Regions from separate parts of the Mus musculus genome. Here region 1 is linked to region 2. A link is a contact called in public Hi-C data. All regions are on one chromosome and are shown on one strand. Each heading gives the region's core, a stretch centred on a gene start, on an enhancer-like site or on the middle of the called end of the contact. The rest is flanking DNA. Distances are from core to core; before and after follow the strand shown.

Region 1 (4,275 bases), core at 1,444-3,943, 370 kb after region 2:
TTGAATTGGAATCTTAGCCAGGTCATTCTTTCTTGTCAAAGTTACACAACCACTTCCTAGGTCTCTGCCTTTGGCCACGACATGCCTACCATAACCCCCTGATTTTCCTAAGCCCAGAATCTGCTGAGCAGTTCAGTGCAGCCTGTACACTCTGTACTGAAAATGTTTTTGTTTGTTTACTTGCCTTTTTTCCCTCTCTTACTGCAGGACAGAAATCTTGTAACTTTTCTCTTAACCCTCACAATGAATGTATAGACACACCAAACACTTACTTGCATTGTAAATGAATAATTGCCAGTCACTGCCTTTCCTCCAGGGTAGGATGCCCTGCACAGGTTCAAGCTTCTGTTCACACTCACTTACCTGTCCTTAAGGTTTGAGGACCCAATGTGGCATCTGAACAGCAAAGCTGCACACAATCAGTGTAATGTTTTCTCAAAGTGCTTTGTTTCTAGTGTAGACATAAAGCTTCATGCAAGATAGAGGAGTGTTGCTGGCTCAAAAGTGGAATCTCGGGAGAGCATCTCTCCTTCATGGGAATGCCTGGTGTCCCAGAGGCAGAGAAAACAATTCAGCCATACAGTGATGCTAAGCTTGGAGTTAAACCACAGTGAGGATTCCTTGTCTCTGTAACTATCATCTGCTTCATGTCTAGATTCCTGCGTTTTACAAAGGTCCACAAAGGAGTGTGGGGTCCATGTGATGTGTTAGTGATGTATTTATGTAGTATATGCTTGTCTCTGTGGTATATGTATGTATATATGTATGTATGTATGTGTGTATGTATGTATGTATGTATGTAGTATTTCTCTCTCTCTCTCTCTCTCTCTCTCTCTCTCTCTCTCTCTCTCTCGTGTGTGTGTGTGTGTGTAGGGTATGTGTGTGGTATGGTGTGGTGTGGCTATGTGTGGTATGTGTCTGGTGTGTTTCTTAATGTGTAATGTGGTATGTGTATGTGGTATGTGTGGATGAGTATATATGGATTATCTCTATGTGTGTAGTATATATAGCTTGGAGAAAGATATGAATTGTGTATAGATCTCTGGTGTGTATGTGTGCATGTATGCATGTGTGATCTCTCTCTCTCTCTCTCTCTTTCTCTGATGTATCAGATATGTGTAGTGTGGTATTTGTGTGTACCTATGTGTGGTATGTCTGACTATGTGTCTGTGTGTATGGTGCATGCTTCATTATGTGGTGTGTGTGTCTATGCGTGTGTCTACATACCTATGTGTGGGGTATGTGTGATATCTATGTCTGTGTGTGTGAATTCATATGTTTGATTGTATGGTGTCTGTGTGTGTGCATGTGTATGCGCGCGTGCGTGTGTGTGTGTGTGTGTGTGTGTGTGTGTGTGTGTGTGTGTTGGAGTCTGAAGACACCCTTGTTCTCTAAGTAAAGTCTGCCAAAAGATAAAAGACAGAGGAGCAATATTAATTTCTGGTAGGCAACTGGGTAAGATTTTGCTATTCCTTTTGCCTCTTTCTCATGAACCCTGACAAAGAACCAAGTGGAACTGCTTACTAGTCAAGGACTAACTCACAATTAAATTTTTGTTTTTAAGTTGGTTCTACTGGTTTGTGGGTTAACACTAGAAGAGTGTCAAGGAATCAGATCCAGCTGCAACCGGAACTTGGTTTTCTCTTAACTATGGTCAGAAGGATTCATTCACGTGTCTAAGATTACCAGAGAATGTTGGATCTTTGTCTTGAACTTTAAAAAAAAATCCATAACTATCAGCTTATTCTTCCACCATATAATAATATTCAAAGTAAACTCTTCCAGTAGCCTTGTGTGCAGTTTAAAGTAATCAACAAGGTAGTCACAGATGGCCTCATATTTCCCATAACTGCACAAAATATTTAATTTCCAAAAAAAAAAAAAGCTGTTGGATTATATTTTTGCTGCCACCGAACTTGAAGACCAGCATGGGGTGCCTTGAGCCACACAGGGTGACTCTGGACCAGGGAATATGACAGTTTGTTTCTCAGTTTATTTATCCATAAAATTTTCCTTGTTTGATAGGTGGTTTGAAGGAGGTAACACATTTAAGTTTTACCCTTAAATTAAATACCCTAAACACAGAGGCTGCATTGCAGATTTTCTATTAAAAAGAACAATTTTAGTTATCAGCATTTTTCTAAATAAGACAATAATCGTGACAAAATAATATAGATAAAGAATTATGTTATTAACCATCAGAGGATTATGTTATTAACCTTAGGTGGTTGTGTTCTGATTAGCATCTATAAAAAGCCAGAGATCCTGAGTTTCAAGCAGACAATGGTCAGATGCTGTGAATCAGCCCACTCAGCCTAGAATAGCTGAGGTCTACATGCCTGGCTAGGTCAGAAAACATGTGTTTTATCTAAGGAAATGAGACAATTACTTAAAAATATTTTCTTTAGCTTTAGTATCAACTGATGAATTAAACAGCCTTGAGTCATCAGAGATGTTCTGAAGAAAACCTGCCATGTCTTCCCCTCACAAGCAGACTTTCCGGTTTTTAATCAGACCTCAGTTCTTTGTCCTTTATTTTCTCAGGCTGTTGTGCTGGCCTGCCAGGGGAGCATTAAAAGCTGATAAATGCTCCCTTGCCAATGCTCACTCACGGGGCCGTATTTTATTGAGCAAGGCAGATTTTCATTTTGGAAATGAGGTTTTCCACATTACATTACCAATGGCCGGTTGTGCGCAGTCATGGCAAGCAGCGGCAAGCATTTCATGGCTCAAAGGCTACGAGCTGTGTGATTTACTATACAATGCTGAGAAATGCTGCTTCGTCCTCCAGTGATCCTCAGTAAAATGTGGGCCTTTCCTTGCCTCTCTGTATCTGGGGAATGTGTTTCCTGTTATTGTGAAGACAATGCCTTTGGCCGTAAAGTGTTTATTCTTGTAGATACCTGAACAGAAAGAGCAAGGAAGGAGTCAGGGGACCCCTGCCTTCCAGGGTCCCCAGCAGTAGGACCAACGCTGCTCCCTATCTCACACCTACAAGGAAAAGCTGGTGATTTCTTTGTTTCTGCCTGATAGCTCTTTGTTCAAAAATAAGATATGGTGAGAGAATCTAGACTCTTTGAATTTTATATCAATGTTGGAAACAGTGTCTTATTGAGTCACTTATGTCCACTGAGCTGTGAAAACTGGCTCAGGAAGCAGCCACTAGAACTCCAAAGTCTGATGAACTTCTGAAGATAGTGTACATACCACTGGATACTTTCCAGATGTTGATGTGTGTCATACCCCCAGTGGGAAGTGCTCAACGAGCTGAGAAAACCATTTGATGTTCAATGGCACATGTGCCTACCCCCACTCCATATCCCTCCCCACCATCCCTCATCACAGAATTCCTCCAAATTCAGACCTGAAAACACATCCATCTTCCAGGCAAGAATATGACAGCTAGAAAGTAAAGATATACTCTAAAACTCCGAAAGTTAAGGATATTCTACAAACTCAGAAAGTAAGGACTCTCAAATAATCAGGAGACAGTGAGAGAAGAGAAGTTGCCTGGGTTTGGGAAGCATATTACCTGATCGTAGTACCTGTGAGCCTAAATATCTGTGGGGAAAGAGAGCAACATGCAGGAAAGGAACCCTCCAGAACACAGCGGGGGTGCACTGTGGAGAACTTCCCTGAACAGTGCTGGCTTCTCTACTATTCCTGCTGTTTGTCTTAAGTGTACCATTCTTGTGGCCTGGAATAGAAGGTGGGTGAAAGCAAAGCAAAGTCCGGACATGGACGAGGATGGATCTGGAGATTCTACATTATCTCCACAGCTGCTGACCACTGCCTTCCAATTAGTGTCCTTCAGAGTCCACGCATTTAAGACCAACAGTGTCTGCTAGTGTGAGAAGCATAGCTGGCTACTTGGTGCTGACTGTTTCATCTTTACAGATCTTCATGGTCAATTCTGCTCTTCCTGTGTGCCCCACTCCCTTCCTCTTCCTGTCTACTTGCAGAATCCTACTATAGAATCTTTGCTACACACTTGGACATCACAGTCAGCTGTGAAATGTCTCCCCTCCCCCACCCTTCCCAATGTTTAACGTTGCATCTTTTCTTTCCTGTTTCATACTGTGTATGTCAGCCCTTCCTAAGGTCACACATTTGAAGTTGCCACAGATTTGCTATCTGTCCAAATCTACTGAACACACCTCTCTAGAGTCAATGATTATTACATTAAGTCCAATACCGGAGGGCTCAAAAGTAGCAGGACATAAATCCATCAGTATGGGGTGATACCCTTAAAATGGTGATGAGGTTAGGTGTGGT
Region 2 (4,088 bases), core at 668-3,167:
GGTGTGTGGACTGGGCAGCTTCCAGGAGGAAGGACATATGTCACTATGAGGACAAATTTGAGACAAGTGAGCAGATGTGATATTCCAGGCAAAGGAGGTGTCATGAGAAGCCCAACTGAATCACAACACAGATAATCATAAGTGCTATTTATTATTTAATTATTTTTTATGTGTATGTGCACACAGTATATATGTATGGAACACATTTGTGTGTGTGTGTGTGTGTGTGTGTGTGTGTGTGTGTGTGTGTGTTGGCCAAAGGTTGACCTGGGACCTTGTTTCTCGGGTGCTAGGCTAAGACAGTAGCATAGCATGAGAGCTATACTTACACCCTTATTGCTGACAAAGGCCCACGTGTAGAAGGCTCAGTGCCCAACCCATCAACTGCTGAGGGGAGATGATACACTTAAGAGGTGGTGCTTCATTAGGCCCTTCAAAGAGTTACTAAGGCTCTCAGTCTGCCCACTTTCTCTTTGTTCCCAGTGTGATGGAAACAGGTTACTCTCCCATGTGCTTCTGATGTAATGTCTTGCCTCTCCATGGTTCACAGAACAATGGGCCAATTGGTCATGAAGCTGTAACAGAAATGTTGAGCTCCCACCCCATGTTACACACAGCTAATGGCAGAGACAGGTACTGGCAATTTGAGAGGACAGTAGATTACTATACCTTGCACACATGGGCCTGTGTGGGCAATGAAGTTGTAAAGTGGATTCCTTTTAAATGACTGTCTTTCATTTCAACTCCAGCAGGCAGATTATAAGGGAGAAGGTCGGGACAAAGGCTGTCTATCATTCTGGATCCCAGGCTTGCCCTTCTGCTCTGGGGTCAGCCATGTTTCTAAGACTTATGACATTGGTGCCTTTTATCATTCTTCTTTACACTTTCCCCTCGTTCTGTAGATACCTACAGACATGTCTTGAAAGGCCAAGTTTAATTAACCTCTCTTCCTTTTCTTAGTCTTTCTTTTTCTCCCATTTTGTGTGTGTGAGCGTGTGTGTTTGTGTTGCCTTGGGACTTATGTGGAGGTCAAAAGATGAGTTGCAAGAGTCAGTTTTTTCCTTCTGCCATACGGGATCTAGGGATTAAACTCCAGTTGTCAGGCTTGGCAGCAAACACCTTTATCCACGGAGTCATCTCTCTTATCCTGATTTAGCTTTTTCCTGCTATCAGCCTTGTATTTCTTCATGGGCATCTGAGCATCAGAACAAATAAACCATTAGCAGTGTGCACATGCTAAGCTAGTAGTGACATGTCCGTGCTGACTCTTTTCTGCAATATGGAGTATAAGAGTGTCTTATAAAACAGACTACGCATGCGCTCTTATCTGACCTTTCTGTGAAACTTCCAACACTGAGGCAAGACTTCTCTCTTTTTAAAGTCAGCCATTCTGGACATTTTGTTACAGGTAGAAAGCTGACTAACACACCAAGAGAGAAATGAATACACTGATGTGTTCTGTCATTTCGTTGCCATTTCTATGCTCAGGGCCAATAGATAACAATCAGGCTATAGCTGGCAATTTGCTCAGTAGGTTCTTCATGGTAATTCTTCCATTGTGTTACATTGCTGTGTTATAAGACTGACCTAACTTCTCTACGGACATCCCTGTGTAAGTTTCTTAGTGACTATGCTATATTCTTCCATTGTTCATACACAGAGGTGTTTTGTTGTTTTAATTTTCTGAGATGGGGTCTCGTGTACCTCAGGTTGTCCTCAAACTTGCTATATGGCTGAGGGTCCTCCTGCCTCTACCTCCTGTGTTCTGGAATTACCAGTATGTACCCTCTATGCCTGATTTTATGAGGTGGATGAAATTGAACCCACAGCTTTGGCATAGTATACAAGCACTCTGATAACTGAGCTACTTCCCAAATTCCTAAATATAAGTTTGTAAGAGGCTACTTTCACTTCTTATTTATACTCAGATGACCTTTTACAGTGACTTCCCCTTTCACTTTCCAAAATGGGCCTCCTGGCAACACCAGGCCTTGGTTGCAACAGGCAGCTTCAGCAGGGGCACCTTTCCTTCATAGCTTTGTTTCAGCCCACACCTGGCATTGCAGGGCGGAGATTCTTTGCTATGTTTTTTTCCCCCTCTTCTGAGAGGCAGATTATTACTATACTAAATGCCTTGAGCAAAACTTAATTTATCCCACTGATTCGCATCTGCAGAACGAGTGCTAATGGGAAGAGCAGTTTGAAATGAAGTAGAAATGCAGGCTCACACTGTTTTAAAAAAAGGAGAAAGAAATGGGCTGACACCGTTCCTCAGTATGAGGAGATTAAGAAGGTTTTAATTATCTCACCTGGCTTTTGTTATTTTCTTTATTCTCACTCCCTGCTGTTTCCCCATCTAACCTTCTCCCACCAATGTGGTCTCATGCAATCAGACAAGATCATCCGAATTTTCCCCTTTTGGAAAGTTGAAGGGCCCCCAGGTTAAAAAGTAAAAATCACAGTTCAATATGTTCATAACTCCGTGCTGACAACCGAGAAAGCTTAAGCTGCAATGCTCACTCATGTATGAATGCCAATATTAACTGAAGGCTCGGGTCTGAAGATGGTACACTTTTTTTTTTGAATAAAGTAAATGGTTTTCTAATGTGCTCTGGATGTGATCAGAAGATGTGGTTATTGAAAGCATCAGTGTCGTATCAGGAAGGGTAATCTCAAACATATTCTTTGGTGGGAGCCAGCTGCCTGAACACAAAGATGTGATGTTGGGGTCACAGCGGCCTCTTTTATTCAACTGAAATGGATCTATGCTCCAACACAAAGACAGAGCATGTCCTTCCTCGCTTGGCGTTCATTCTAACTTGTTTGCGTTTGCTGTCTTCTTCCGTGGAGAGCTCTGTGGGACCCAACAGGAAGCAGAATATTTCCATAGGCCTTTTCCCTTTTTGTTATCTGAAAACCTCCTGTGAGAAGGACTGGGAAGCAAGGACTCATTTAAAGTAAAGCTTGGCGGGGAAGAGAGTGATTAAAACATTGCAAGGGGCCAACCAAGGAACTGGGTCTGTTACTGCACATCCAGCAGGCAAGGAGCAGGAGGGAGATGGAGGCATCTTGGCCTTCCTGGTGCTGAGAAGATGGATGTCTCAGCAACTAGGAGGTGGGGTGGGTGGAGAGTCAGAAAGGAGGCTTGCAGATTGCTTCCCTCAGTGTCAGGACCCCAGGGTTTCCCCTCTGTCACTTCTTCTGAGTGGACAGACCCCACGGTTTCTGCTATATTCCTCTTGAGTGGAGACACCCTGACAGTTTCCTCCCTTCTTTGCTCCTGCTGAGTGCAGAAACCCTGAGGTCCCCCTCTGTTGTTTCTGCTGAGTCCTCACTGCTGCTTTAGTTCAGGACCATGGGACACACTGAAATGAGGAGACACAGTGGGTAAGAGGGTGTATTTGGCCTTAAGTAGTGGTACAGACCTGTTGTCTCAGCACTAGGAAGGCTGAGTCGAGGGAGATCATAACTTCAAAGCCAACATGGGCTCCAAAGCCAGACTCTGTCTCCAAAACCAAAACAAACCAACCAACCAATCACACACACACACACACACACACACACACACACACACACACACACACCAAACTGCTACAATAACAAAAAGACATATCAGCCACTAAGGAAAAAGTATGTTCTAGTATAGATATAGACTAAGGGACCTCATACCTGCTATTGAGAATATAATTACTCCAGCCTCTGTAGAAACTGCTATGAAAGTTTATCAAAAAAGAAAGAAAGAAAAAGGAAGAAAGAGAGAGAGAGAGAGAGAGAGAGAGAGAGAGAGAGAGAAAGAGAAAGAAAGAAAGAAAGAAAGAAAGAAAGAAAGAAAGAAAGAAAGAAAGAAAGAAAGAAAGAAAGAACAAAAAGGAAATAGGTGATTGAAATGACCCAGCTATATACCACGCTTGGATACTTATGAAGGACACCAAGTTTATATACTGTAGAGACACTTGCTCTATTCATGACATCTAAATTATAGAACCAACCTAAGTGTATCAGAGGGATAGATAAGGAAAAGCAGTGTGTGGGCACAATGCAATTTTATTCAGGCATAAAGAAGAATGAAGCTTGGTCATTTGCAGGCA

Evidence for each region. Hi-C and Micro-C count contacts between places; a contact is called where the count stands out from the background.
Region 1: a Hi-C map of bone marrow-derived macrophages shows a contact between it and region 2, with 12 read pairs. The contact joins two enhancer-like sites. A contact is called at or near these places in 2 of 484 Hi-C or Micro-C datasets (bone marrow-derived macrophages and brown adipocytes) and 1 of 115 datasets of contacts at active chromatin or transcription factors (microglia).

What each region holds. Positions count from the first base shown.
Region 1 is chr8:128,448,113-128,452,387 of GRCm38.p6, forward strand. The region is part of intron 6 of Nrp1 (neuropilin 1); the gene reads left to right. Among named protein-coding and RNA genes, the nearest start is that of Gm32643, 43 kb to the right of the region's middle. Within about 2 kb of position 2,694, at least 40 of the 459 cell types and tissues checked have an H3K27ac peak or open chromatin away from gene starts, as enhancers often do. A contact at or near this core is called in bone marrow-derived macrophages, where this site is marked.
Region 2 is chr8:128,076,999-128,081,086 of GRCm38.p6, forward strand. No RefSeq gene overlaps it. Among named protein-coding and RNA genes, the nearest start is that of Mir21c, 200 kb to the right of the region's middle. Within about 2 kb of position 1,918, at least 52 of the 459 cell types and tissues checked have an H3K27ac peak or open chromatin away from gene starts, as enhancers often do. A contact at or near this core is called in bone marrow-derived macrophages, where this site is marked.